Regions from separate parts of the Urocitellus parryii genome. Here region 1 is linked to region 2. Evidence: chromatin contacts called from public Hi-C data. All regions are on one chromosome and are shown on one strand. Each heading gives the region's core, a stretch centred on a gene start, on an enhancer-like site or on the middle of the called end of the contact. The rest is flanking DNA. Distances are from core to core; before and after follow the strand shown. Region 1 holds the start of Cyb5r4 (cytochrome b5 reductase 4). Region 2 holds the start of Cep162 (centrosomal protein 162).

Region 1 (5,639 bases), core at 2,834-5,333, 300 kb before region 2:
GAATGGAGTTAATGATTGCAATTTCACAGAAAATCAAGCTTGACACATGAGAGAAAATGAAAATGTAACAAAAAATCCTAAAGATTACTAAGGGTGATCCTAAAAGAGCTTAAAAGTTATTTAACATAACAAGGAGAAACTATTTACTATTTCTTGCCCCTGGAAGTGGGCCTTTTTGTAAGATTCTTTGTAGCTCTTATTCAGACTAAAGGTTAATAATTATGCCATTTTCCTGTGTCTGAGAGCTGTTAAAAGAGCTGTATGATGTTTGTAAAGGATGTATGTGTTTATAGATAGCACATAATAATTAATACATGCTGATTAATTTTCTACCATGTGCTAGCAGTTGTTGAAGAACATAGGAAAAAATGACAGCACCTTGTAAACGTCCTAATGGAGTTTATTTTGGTCAGTTTTACAGGTGCGAAGAGGGCATGAAGTGCCTAAGTGAGGCTCAGGGAGGTGTGCATCACAGGTTGTGACTGCCTGAAGTCTTGAAGAAGTTAACCAGATGGATGGGGAGGTGGGGGCAGAATGGAATTTGGGTGTGTGAAGCTGTGGTCATTCCAGCAGGGTAGCCAGAGGCCAGAGCTTGTACACCTTGATACAGAGCTTTGTTAAGATCTCATAGGTTTACTCTATAGATGAATTTGCTTATTACTCAAGTGATTTAACCATAGAGTGGTGTGGTCAGATTTATGTTTCCAAAAAAAATCACTAAGGAAATTATATATAATTTAGAATACCAAAAGGAATTGGAAGCTATTGAAATTGTTCAGGTAAGAAATGATGATAAGCTTTTCTAAGAAATTGGAAGTGAGGATGGGTCTGGGTGAATTTGGAAAATACTTAGGTGACAAAGTTTGGCTTTAAGATATATTGGATATGATAGGTGAAGCAGTGGTAAAAAGCCAAAATTCCTCCCAAGTTTCTGATGACAAGGTGAGTCTTGCACTAAGAAAAAAAAAAGAAAGAAAGAAAGAAGAAATAAATTAGTGCTTAGAACAGATTTGGAGTGCAAGGTAATGCATCCAACTTTCCGTTTGTCATATTTAAATGCTTATGGGGCAATAAAATAGAGATATCAGGTAGAGAGCTACATACATATTAAAATCTTAAGTACAAGCTTGGGAGTCTATGGTAAATCGAGGGTTGGGGAACTCATGACAGTGAATACTCAGCTCATCCTGGGTAATCGAGAGGTAGGAACTGATCATTCTCAACGAAGCTTTGGGGGAAGGCCTGTATCTCACCAGTATATAGAGAAAGAGAAGTCCACAAAGGAGTCAGAAGAATCAGAAGAGGGAGTAATTCAATAAAATATGGAGTCTCTGGAAGAAAAATAGTCCACAGTGGGAAATTCTGGACAGAGTATGATGATAACAACTAACCAGCATTTGTTGGGTTTGGAAAATCCAATTAAATATTAGAAAGTAAACTGTTATCTTCATAAGCAATTACTTTCTTTTCTGAACTACTATTACAATTTAATTGTGCTTCTCTTAAGTTTATTTTATTTTTATTAATTTATATCTTGAGTACTATTTATCTTTTCACTCAATTGCAAATTCCTGAGAGTAGAGGGTCATGATTTATTCATCTTTGATATATGAATTATGTTGGCATTTTAAGGAATCACCCCAATATTTATTGAATGAATAACCCATAGTTACATATTTAAGCATCAAAATTATAAACTTTAAAAATGTTTTGCTAGAAACATATATAAACATCATTGTCTTTTTTCCCACAATTTAAAATTGAGAATACTGAATATAATATAATTCTTTGTTTTTTAGAATCACTCAGTTATACACAGAGCTATTCATCGTAAACTAAAATAACTGTGCTCTAGTCAGTAATTCAGCCTTATCTCTTCTCCTTTTATGCTTGGATAAAACACAATAGAAAGCCAAGTGGCAATATTAACACTTGCCAGATATTAAAAATTCTGAGATAATCGTGCTTACAGGCAAATTATTTGTTTGAAACCTATATAATTTCTCAATATCTCAGTATAGTGTTCCAAATTGATTGGGAAATGAGAAGAGATGGTTTCAAGACTGTGTCAAAGGTAGCCTTTCTATGTCTCAAGTTGTGAATGCATAGACCAACTTTTAAAAATATTGGTTTTGGTACTTTATAAATGTGTATTGGCTACATCTATTACTAATAGTTAAACCTGTGAGTTTTAAACAATGCAGTAGATGATGGACACCTTGCTTAGGGTGCATAATATTTGTCATTTTTATAAAGTTGATTATCACTGGAATTGGTATCGTAGTGGTAGAATTCATTTTTTTCCCCTTAAGGAATGTAGAAACTAGAAGTAAGCTAAATATTGATTTTATGCTTATGCAGGGTTTACATAAATTTGTTTGATCTAATTTATAGTTTGGATAGATATTTAAAATAAATAGCCATTAATTATTGGCAAATAGACTCTATGAAAACTGTGATAGTAGCATTTTAAAACTATCTTAAGGCTGTACCTAAATGCATACATCTATTGCAAAGGGTATAGCGCTCTTGAAATCTGGTGTTTTCATAAGTATGAGGATTCTGAATGTGAACAAAATAAAGCATACTATGTTGTCTGCTTCTTTCAGGCTATTTTGGCCAAAATCAAAGTGTTATGATTACTTATATCAAGAAGCAGAAGCTCTTCTGAAAATTTTTCCAATTCAAGCTACAATTTCATTTTATGAAGATTCCGATAGTGAAGATGAAATTGAGCAGCTGACCTGTGAAAATTAATCTAATTAGTTACTTCTGATGATATTCAAAGCTCATGGGCTTTGGTGTATAAATGTATCATAATCTTTTAAACTAATTTATTTGTATATAATTTATTAATAAAAGGAAATATTATATAAATACTATGGTAGTATTGACTTTTTTATCCCTTCATTAGAATTAAATGTTGAAATTTAAAATAAATGCCATTTACAAATGTCTTGATTATATTATAACTATTTGGGGCTTACAGAGATACTTTCAGTCTTTTCATTAAATTACACATTTACCTGTATATATAATTTTGCAAAGAATGACATCTGAATACTAGATGTTGTAACATCTAGTATTTTGTACTGACCTCACTGGGATGTTGTAATTACAGACAACATTCTTTTATTAGATAATGAAGAATATCACTTTGTTACCAAGCACACATTTATTATTATGTGTCTGCTAGCAGATAGTGAAAAATACTTTAAAATCATTATTCTATAATTGGAAAGGAAGTCAGTAGTAGGGCTCTGAAACTTTTAGGAATTATAAAGAAATAATGATAATAATTCTCGTCCGCTCTTCTTAAATCTAGTAATAAAATAGTGTGGGGTATCCAATATTTATTGTACTACATTTCATGTAAATCACTCCCATTTAAACAATAATGTTTAAATGGGAGTGATTTACATGAAACCTAAAAGAGAGAAGACTAAAGAACAGAATGGAAAAATATTGATCCTTTTTTGTCCAAAGGGGAGCTATTTGGTAGAAACATTATTCATATTATCAATTTTCTTAATGAGAGAGAAAACAGGAGAAATTTGCCGGATTAAGGTAATATAGTAATCTGTGATCAAGAAGTCCTTTTTAGTTCATACCCAATCTCACAATAAACAATGTAATTACAAGTAAACATATCTCTGTAATATTCCAGGATGATAGAAGGTAAAGGCGAAGATCAGAGGTAGTTGTGAGATTCTCCTTACTGTACAGCCTGGTGTTTCACAGGAGAGAATTTCAAAGAAATCAGACTGCTGTAATAGTGTTATTTTAGTCCATATTTCAGGTAGTACAATCGTACCGCTTATCAACGAACAGACAGTGATGTTCTGGGTTAACAAGACTCTACAAGAATATATTCTCGGATTCGATCAGCACCAGGGCTGAGGAACAGCTTCACTCTCTGATCTTTCCGCGAAATAGCTGTCACCTCCATCCAGTGCTGAAGTTTAGTCGGCCGGACCCACTGAGCATGCGTACTTTCCCCCTCTTGCCGCCCCGCCGGCGCTCGCTCCATTGGCTCCGCCCTCCGCTAACGTTCTGCGTCATGGCGTGCTTCACCCCTGGAGACCCCGGAAGTGGGTCGGGGGCTCGGCCTCTGCCCGGCCGCAGAGCCGGAGCGGGAGAATCTGGTCTGAGAGGGGTCCAGCCGAATGAGCGACTCCGGGCAGAGCCCGGGCCAGGGATCCAGGATGCTAAACGTCCCTTCTCAGTCTTTCCCGGCCCCCAGCTCTCAGCAGCGCGTCGCTTCAGGGGGGCGTAGCAAGGTAAGCCAGTGACACTTGGTGGCGCCCAGAGCTCGCCTCCCGCCTGCGTTTCGCTCTTCATCTTCAGTACAGTCTGTTTTGCCCTCACCGCCTGTCCGCCTCTGGAGCCTTCGTTCCCTTCAGCCCTTGCTGGTCTTCAGTCCTGGAACTCTCCTTCCCTTCCTCTCACCTGCTAGCCCTTCTTTCCCGCTGTTAGTCCCCTTCCTTTAGGTCCTTTCCCCCGGAATTTCAGATCTCTGGGACAGGACCGCTCACCATGCTTGCCTTATTTTGGGTACTTAATATTGTCTTCCCTCTCTTCAACCTGTCCTCTCTGGTCTCTTCTTCACTGTCCGAAGGAGTTATGAGTGTTGTGGGTTCTCTTGCAGAAGGGAAGGACTGAACAGTGGCGACTAGAGACAGTCTGCAGCCGTGGGGATTTTTGGAGCTAGGGAATATTTGAGAAGCTAAGACAAATGTCCACAAACCTCCATTCAGGTTTATGGACACTTCTCTCCAAATCATACTGCCTTTCTCTCAGGTATCTGATTGTTTCAACATGACTTTTGTACTTCCTGACTTCGGAGCTAATGTAACTAATGCTAGAGTATTTGTTAAGCATAGTTACATTTAGCAACAGGTGGGATGCAAATACATTTTATATTTGCAAAATATAGTAAAAAGTGTGACCCCTGTTCACTTAAACCTGAATGCTGCTTGCTTCTCTTATTTGCTAATGCTTGGTTCTGTAGCCACTTCCTCATGTTTTGTTTTTGAGAATTCCAACTATTTAGGCTACTCCTTTTTCTTGTCATTTCTGGACTCTTGAGTCTTAGCATCATTTAGGACTTTCTCCGACTTTCCTTATTTTTCTCTAGTTAGACCTGAAATTCTGATTTTAGACTAAAACATGGGTTCAGGAATCTGTATTTTTTCACGTGCTTCTCAGAGGTCTGTATCCTCAATTATAATACCAATACTGAGATTTATTAAATGCTTCATGGCCATATATGTTTTGAGTGTTTTCCCTCTATTACCTTGTTTAATCTTCATAATGACCCTTGAAATGGAAGCTTTCAGTATTTCCATTTCACAGAAAGGAAACTGGTTAAGAAATGTTGCCTTGGAGCATATAGTCTTGTGATGTGATTCTGTCTGTGATATTTCATTTATTGCTCTGTACTTCTATTTACAGCCACCCAATCATGTGTCCTTTCCTCCCTTGACCTCTTTCTCTCCTTAAACTAAATACTCACTGGATTATAGTGTAGCCTTTCCAGAATTAGATTATGAGTTGTGGCCCCTCTCCACTAAAATCTCCATCCTTGTTCTCAACATCCATCTAAAGGAAAAGCTTAGAGGCAAAGACAAAAAGTTACA
Region 2 (5,612 bases), core at 843-3,342:
GTCTCAGAACAACTATTCTTACAATAGAAAGTAGAAGACAGAACCATACAAGAAAAGTAATAAATGGTGATAAGTGCTGTAAGAAGTATACATGGCATACTAAGAAATTACTGTTATTTTTTCATTGGGCTAACAAAACCAAAAACAAAACAGAAAAAAAACCTGTCTGCGGTAGTGATATTTAAGATCTTTACAAGCCAGGTTGAAAACAAGGAAACACGGTTGGTGGAGGAACAGATAGCACAAAGCCCTTGAAGAAAAATGAGCTTCACAAGTGGGGTCAGGGGTTGGGGGGAGGGAGGGAAGGCAGTTGTAGAATAAAGTGGATGAAGGGGTAGAGTGACAAAAAGTGAGCGAGGTAGACGTGAACAAAATCATGAAGAGCTTCACAACACCATAAGGAGTTTAGATTTTATTCTACAAGTGATGACAGGAATACCAATAGCATTTTAAGAGTCAGATTTATGTAACATTTCATCTGGTTGCAGTGTGGTGAAAGGAATACTGGGAAATTAATTGTGAACAGCTCCAGTAGGCCAGGTGAGATGATGGTATTGAAGGAGCAGGTGGCAGTATTTAAAATGGGAGCCAACTACAGAGATAATGGGTAAACTCTAAAGATGGCGGTGATAGTTTGATTATAAGGTGAAAGGGAAAATTAAGGATGCATCTTTGTTTTTTGTTTTTAAGTTTTATTAAATTTTATTATTGAATAATTTTGCATTTTTACTTTTCTTGACCTAGTAAAAATAAATATGGGGTAGGGGGTGTGATACAGTGCTTGCCTAACACGCATGAGGCCCTGTTTAATCCCCAATATTACAAGAAAAATATACAAATAAATAACTGTCTTGTTTTTGTTCAGTATGCTGCGCTGGTGATCCAACCCGGGGCCTCATACATGCTAGGCAAGCACTCTGCCACCAAACTACATTCCCAGCCCTGAAAGATGAGAGTCTCATGAGACAAATTTACCAAACATCTTTTAAAAATATGAACTTACCTCCTTCATAAACTGTTCAAATTCTTCATCCAGCTCTTCTTTGGAATATTGAGCCATAATCAGTAATTTTTGCTTCCCAAAGCAAACACACTATTTACAACACTGGAAACACTAAATGGCAAAAGAGAAACACCTTTTGAGGAAATCCTTCACATTAGCTTCAACAACCTACCTTCTACTTGAGGTCCAAAATTACATTTTCATCTGTTAAGATCAAATTGTTAAAGGATGGTCTTCACAATATTTCCTAAATATATACCTATCTGTGTGTTACCTCTCAAACACAAACCAAGCCCTCACATATAATCTTAAATTTTATAACAGCACACCAAAGGGCCACTTTTTCTTACAAAGCCTAACAGTTGTGTAGTCTGATTCAACTGATTTCTGCACTTTACCAGTCAACAACAACAGTTTGGCAAAACAGACTTTTCAGATATGGGAATGTTTCCAGATATAGAGAATTTATTAGGATTTGGAATACTTAAAAATTAATACAGTATACAAATCGGAACGAATCATGTTTCTTTTGAAGCAAAGACGACCACAAAAAATCGGTGCACTGAACCCCTTAAAAAAGAACACAGTGATTTGCAACACGGAGTTCTTTTCCCATAAAAATCTCAACTTTGGGGGCTTACTCTGCCTACCCCAGTTTCCTTTTGCAGAGGTGAGAGTGGGGTAAGTGGTTGGAGGCCCGGACAGTACTTTCCCCAAACACAGAAAAAGACCTCCTCCCTTTAGTAGCATTTCCATCAGTTCAGGGTGGGTGCAGTTCAAGTCTTGGCCCAAGGGCTGGGTAAGGGGCTGACCCCACTAAAAGGCCTTCAGCCCCGGGGCGTCCAGGCTCCAGAAAGCGCGGATTCGGTAGTTGGCGGGAAGACAAAGACTTGCTTACAGTGGAGTCAGGGCGGAGAAGGCGGATGACCCGAACCTCGAAAGCTCCAAGGACCCAGTCGCAGGCACAGCCCCCACCACCCCGACGTGGCTGGGGAGCTAGCCCTGTATATATACCTACCTTTGCCTCGGTATCCCGCGCTTCCCCAAAGGCCCATGCGGGTCTGCAGTTGTCAGGGTAACAGACGTCAGCTGCGGGGTTCCGGAGTCACGTGACTAGGGCTGGTCACGTGGTTCGTGGGCCCAGCCGGTCGGCCTTTCGTTTCTGGGTGCTTTTGCAAGCAAAGATCGACTGCAGCGGCTCAGCTGGCTGCGGTGGCCTGTAGGAGCCGTGGCCGCGGCACCAGCACGCAATCCCAGCTGATCTGCGCCTAGGAAGGGTGCCCGGCGGCGCCCGGGTGACCTAGAGCCGGGACAGGGCGTGAACAGCCCGCTCCTTCCCGAAAGTCTGGGAGCTCCCCCGCTGCCGGCACTTTGCTTCTCCTCTTCCGGGCTTTCCCCGCCCTGCTCACTTGAGCGCTGTTTTTCAAGCTTGAAATTTTGAAAAAATGTATTGGGTTTACTTCACGTACAAAAGGTTGTTGTGAAAAAAACAACTGTAGGTCGAATAGGGACTCAGTACCACCACCTAGTGGACAAGGCGCTGAAAATGCACGAGCGCGAAATTGTTATTGAAACCTCCTGTGTCCTATATTATAGGACATTGTTCTATATTATACGACACCTACAAAAACGTTACAATTTTTGCTGGTGTCCTATATATAAGACAATGGCACATAACGAATTAAGACAGTCCATTTATCTCATACTATCTCTGGTTTCCCTCCCTTACTGTTCAAAACCCCATTCTATAAGGGCAATTAACAATTATTTCTAGGATTTTTTTTTTTCCTGCGTTTTTCTTCCTTTCTTTTTAAAGAACACAACATAAGCTGGAATTTCGGAGAACGACATTTAGGATGGTGAAAGTAAAATCGACAAACAGTTGCATTTGCTGGGGGCAGTCATAATGTAGGACCTCATCTCTAGTCTGAACTTTTTCATTGAGCAAATGTTTATCTCTCTCCAAATGTGTTCAAGTCAAGATCTGTGCTCTACTATGAAAATATGAGTAGTAATAGAGAAATTTTAGCTACCACTTATTGGATAGTTGATGGGTGCTTCGCAAGCATTATTTACCTTAATTTTAACAATTTAAGAATCAATCTGTTTCAACTTATACGTTTGTTTCTCCTATGTACTGAATGAACACAGCAGTCATAGTCTCTTCCCTAATACAGTCTGAAGAGGAATAGTCAAGTAGGAAAGACAATTGTTTAAGGGGTACAATGAAAAATGACTATGACACTTAATGCACATGAACTGAGGAAGTCTAGGAACATTCTCTGAACAGAGGCACAATTTGTGATCTAAAGTCAATATTATTCAATATACGGTTATGCTATAAAATCATGGTCATCATTGTTAACTGGGCATTCAAAACCAGTAATCTTCCTCTTTTTTACTAGTGAATTCTGTTCCTACCATATATAAAGACTATGGTATACCTCCTCCACCCTGTTCAGATTCCACAATGAGAGACTTAGCATCTTGCCGAGACTTTCCTGGTTTTATTGTTGAAAGTCCTGAGTCACAGGAATTCTCTTGGTTCTTGCAAACCGGGAGGGTTGGTTTACCCTAACCCTGTTCCTTCCTTCATTGACTCTTACCCTTGACTTTGCACATCCATCATGAGCAGATGGCTTTGCCTCACATCTCATTAACAAATACAGATCCCATAAGGCTGGAATTTATTCACCTGTTTCCCATTAAATCTATAAACTGTACTTGTGTCTGTATTTTATCTTAATCTGTTCACAGTTCCAATGGAAGAAGTGCCCTGCCTTCTGTCAAAAATCCATCTTCCTAAATATGATTTGGAACTATTACTCATTCTTCTCACTGATCTTGTTTTACTAGTTATTTCCACTTCTTCCTATATCCTCTGGCTGTCTGTGGGATTTTCCTAACATCATTCAAACATTCCCTGGAATTCTCCAAATAAAATGCTACTTCCAAAACATTATTCACAGTCTATATTTCCCTGTGATTGAACTTGTCTCTACCCTCTTTCCTGCCAGTCTTTTCTGGGAAAATTATTTCTACATCACCTCCCTTTTATCAGACTTTCTAATCTAGTGTCCATTGACACCAGGATACAAAACCCATTTTTGGTAGTATCACCAATTTTCTCCACATTGCTAGATTAAAGAAATAAAAGAAAATTAGTTTACTTGATCTCCTAATACCATTTGCTATAGTTATTTACTTTTGCTTTCTTGGTTTTTCTTCCCAGTTTATGGTCTCTCAGAGTTTTTCACTGTCCCTCCATTTATTCTATCTAACTTCTAAATATTAGAATTTCTTAGGGGTCATTTCTGAATTCATTTTCTGCTCATTTTTTACATTCTTATCCCAGTCAATCTGATCCTCACGGCTTTAAATATCACATATGTACTTATGACTCTTAAATATAGGCCTACAGTTCTAAACTCTCTTTTTGAACCCTAGTGTCCTAGATCCAAACTATCCAATTCTGTCTCCACTTGATGACTCACAGATATCTTTAACTCAATGGATTCTTGCTTTTTTGCCCTCCTGCCAACTGATTTCTTTCTCTTTCAGTATTTCCCACTATACTATGTGGCACTCCACTTATCCAGTTGGTCAAGACAGAAATCTTGGAATTCTCTCCTCCTAATATCCTTTATTAAGACTTTTAATGCCACCTGCAAAATATGTCTCCACTCGGTTCACTTCTTTACCTCATATTTGCTAATGTCTTACTCCAAGGCATTGTTTTCTCTTGCTTGAACTACCTCACTAGCCTCCTAGCTCTTGTCTTTCTCTTTCATGTTGTCTATTCAACAAAAAAGGTTACAGTTTGAAAATGTAGGTCAGGTTATCCTTTGTTTAAAATCCTTCAGTGATTTCTCATTGTACTTAGACTAAAATCCAAACATTTATAACACCTTGTTGATGTGTTCAGCACTACTTGCCTTTATAGCCTCATTTCATCCTCACTCAACAAGGGCTTTGATAAATTGGGGTGTAGTATAAATAGGGGTGTAGTTGAAAGAGTGTTTTTCATTTTGTAGCAATGTATAAATTTATAGAACTTAATGTTTAAAGGGCTCAAGAGTTGGTCAGACTGAATTGTAATACAGGAGTCAATAAGTTTTTAATACTCAGTTCAATCATTATACATTTTTAAGAAGGATCTTTTTTCTAAAGAATAGTTAATGTTTTTGAGAGCTTATGCTGTACTGGATATTGTTGTATGCTTTTTTATACATTTTTCAATTTTCCTAGTTACATTTTGAAAATGATAGTAGCATTGGAATCTTTGAGAATTTAAGATTTAAAGAGTAACTTTCTGAAGTTCACTTACCTAAGACATGGCAGATCAAGATTCCAGCTTGGACATCTGAACTTCATGATCCATAATTATGAACACTGCATAATATTAACTCTTGTGATAAATATGTAGTGAGCTTTAATAAAATGCCAAAGTAAGTTGGCTACTTGAACAATTAAATTAATCAAGACACTTCGGATAGGATCAAAGATTCCTACTTTGATAGTTCCTCATTTTTTATAGGTTTCTCATGTATTTTTGTGATTCCTAGTATGATATTAACTTTGATATACATTTTGTGTTTGTCCAGCTCCC

What was found. Hi-C and Micro-C count contacts between places; a contact is called where the count stands out from the background.
Region 1: a contact with region 2 is called in a Hi-C map of muscle, with 3 times the contacts expected there. The contact joins the promoter of Cyb5r4 here to the promoter of Cep162 in region 2. A contact is called at or near these places in 2 of 2 Hi-C or Micro-C datasets (liver and muscle).

The regions. Positions count from the first base shown.
Region 1 is chr8:74,945,516-74,951,154 of mUroPar1.hap1, reverse strand. Cyb5r4 (cytochrome b5 reductase 4) reads left to right here and starts at 4,083. Exons shown (of 16, transcript XM_026410828.2): 1 at 4,083-4,280. The coding sequence starts at 4,167. It overlaps Ripply2 (ripply transcriptional repressor 2), which reads left to right. Exons shown (of 5, transcript XM_077801747.1): 5 at 2,610-2,766. The coding sequence ends at 2,766.
Region 2 is chr8:74,640,768-74,646,379 of mUroPar1.hap1, reverse strand. It overlaps Cep162 (centrosomal protein 162), which reads right to left and starts at 2,092. Exons shown (of 27, transcript XM_026411356.2): 1 at 2,022-2,092; 2 at 1,004-1,114. The coding sequence starts at 1,060.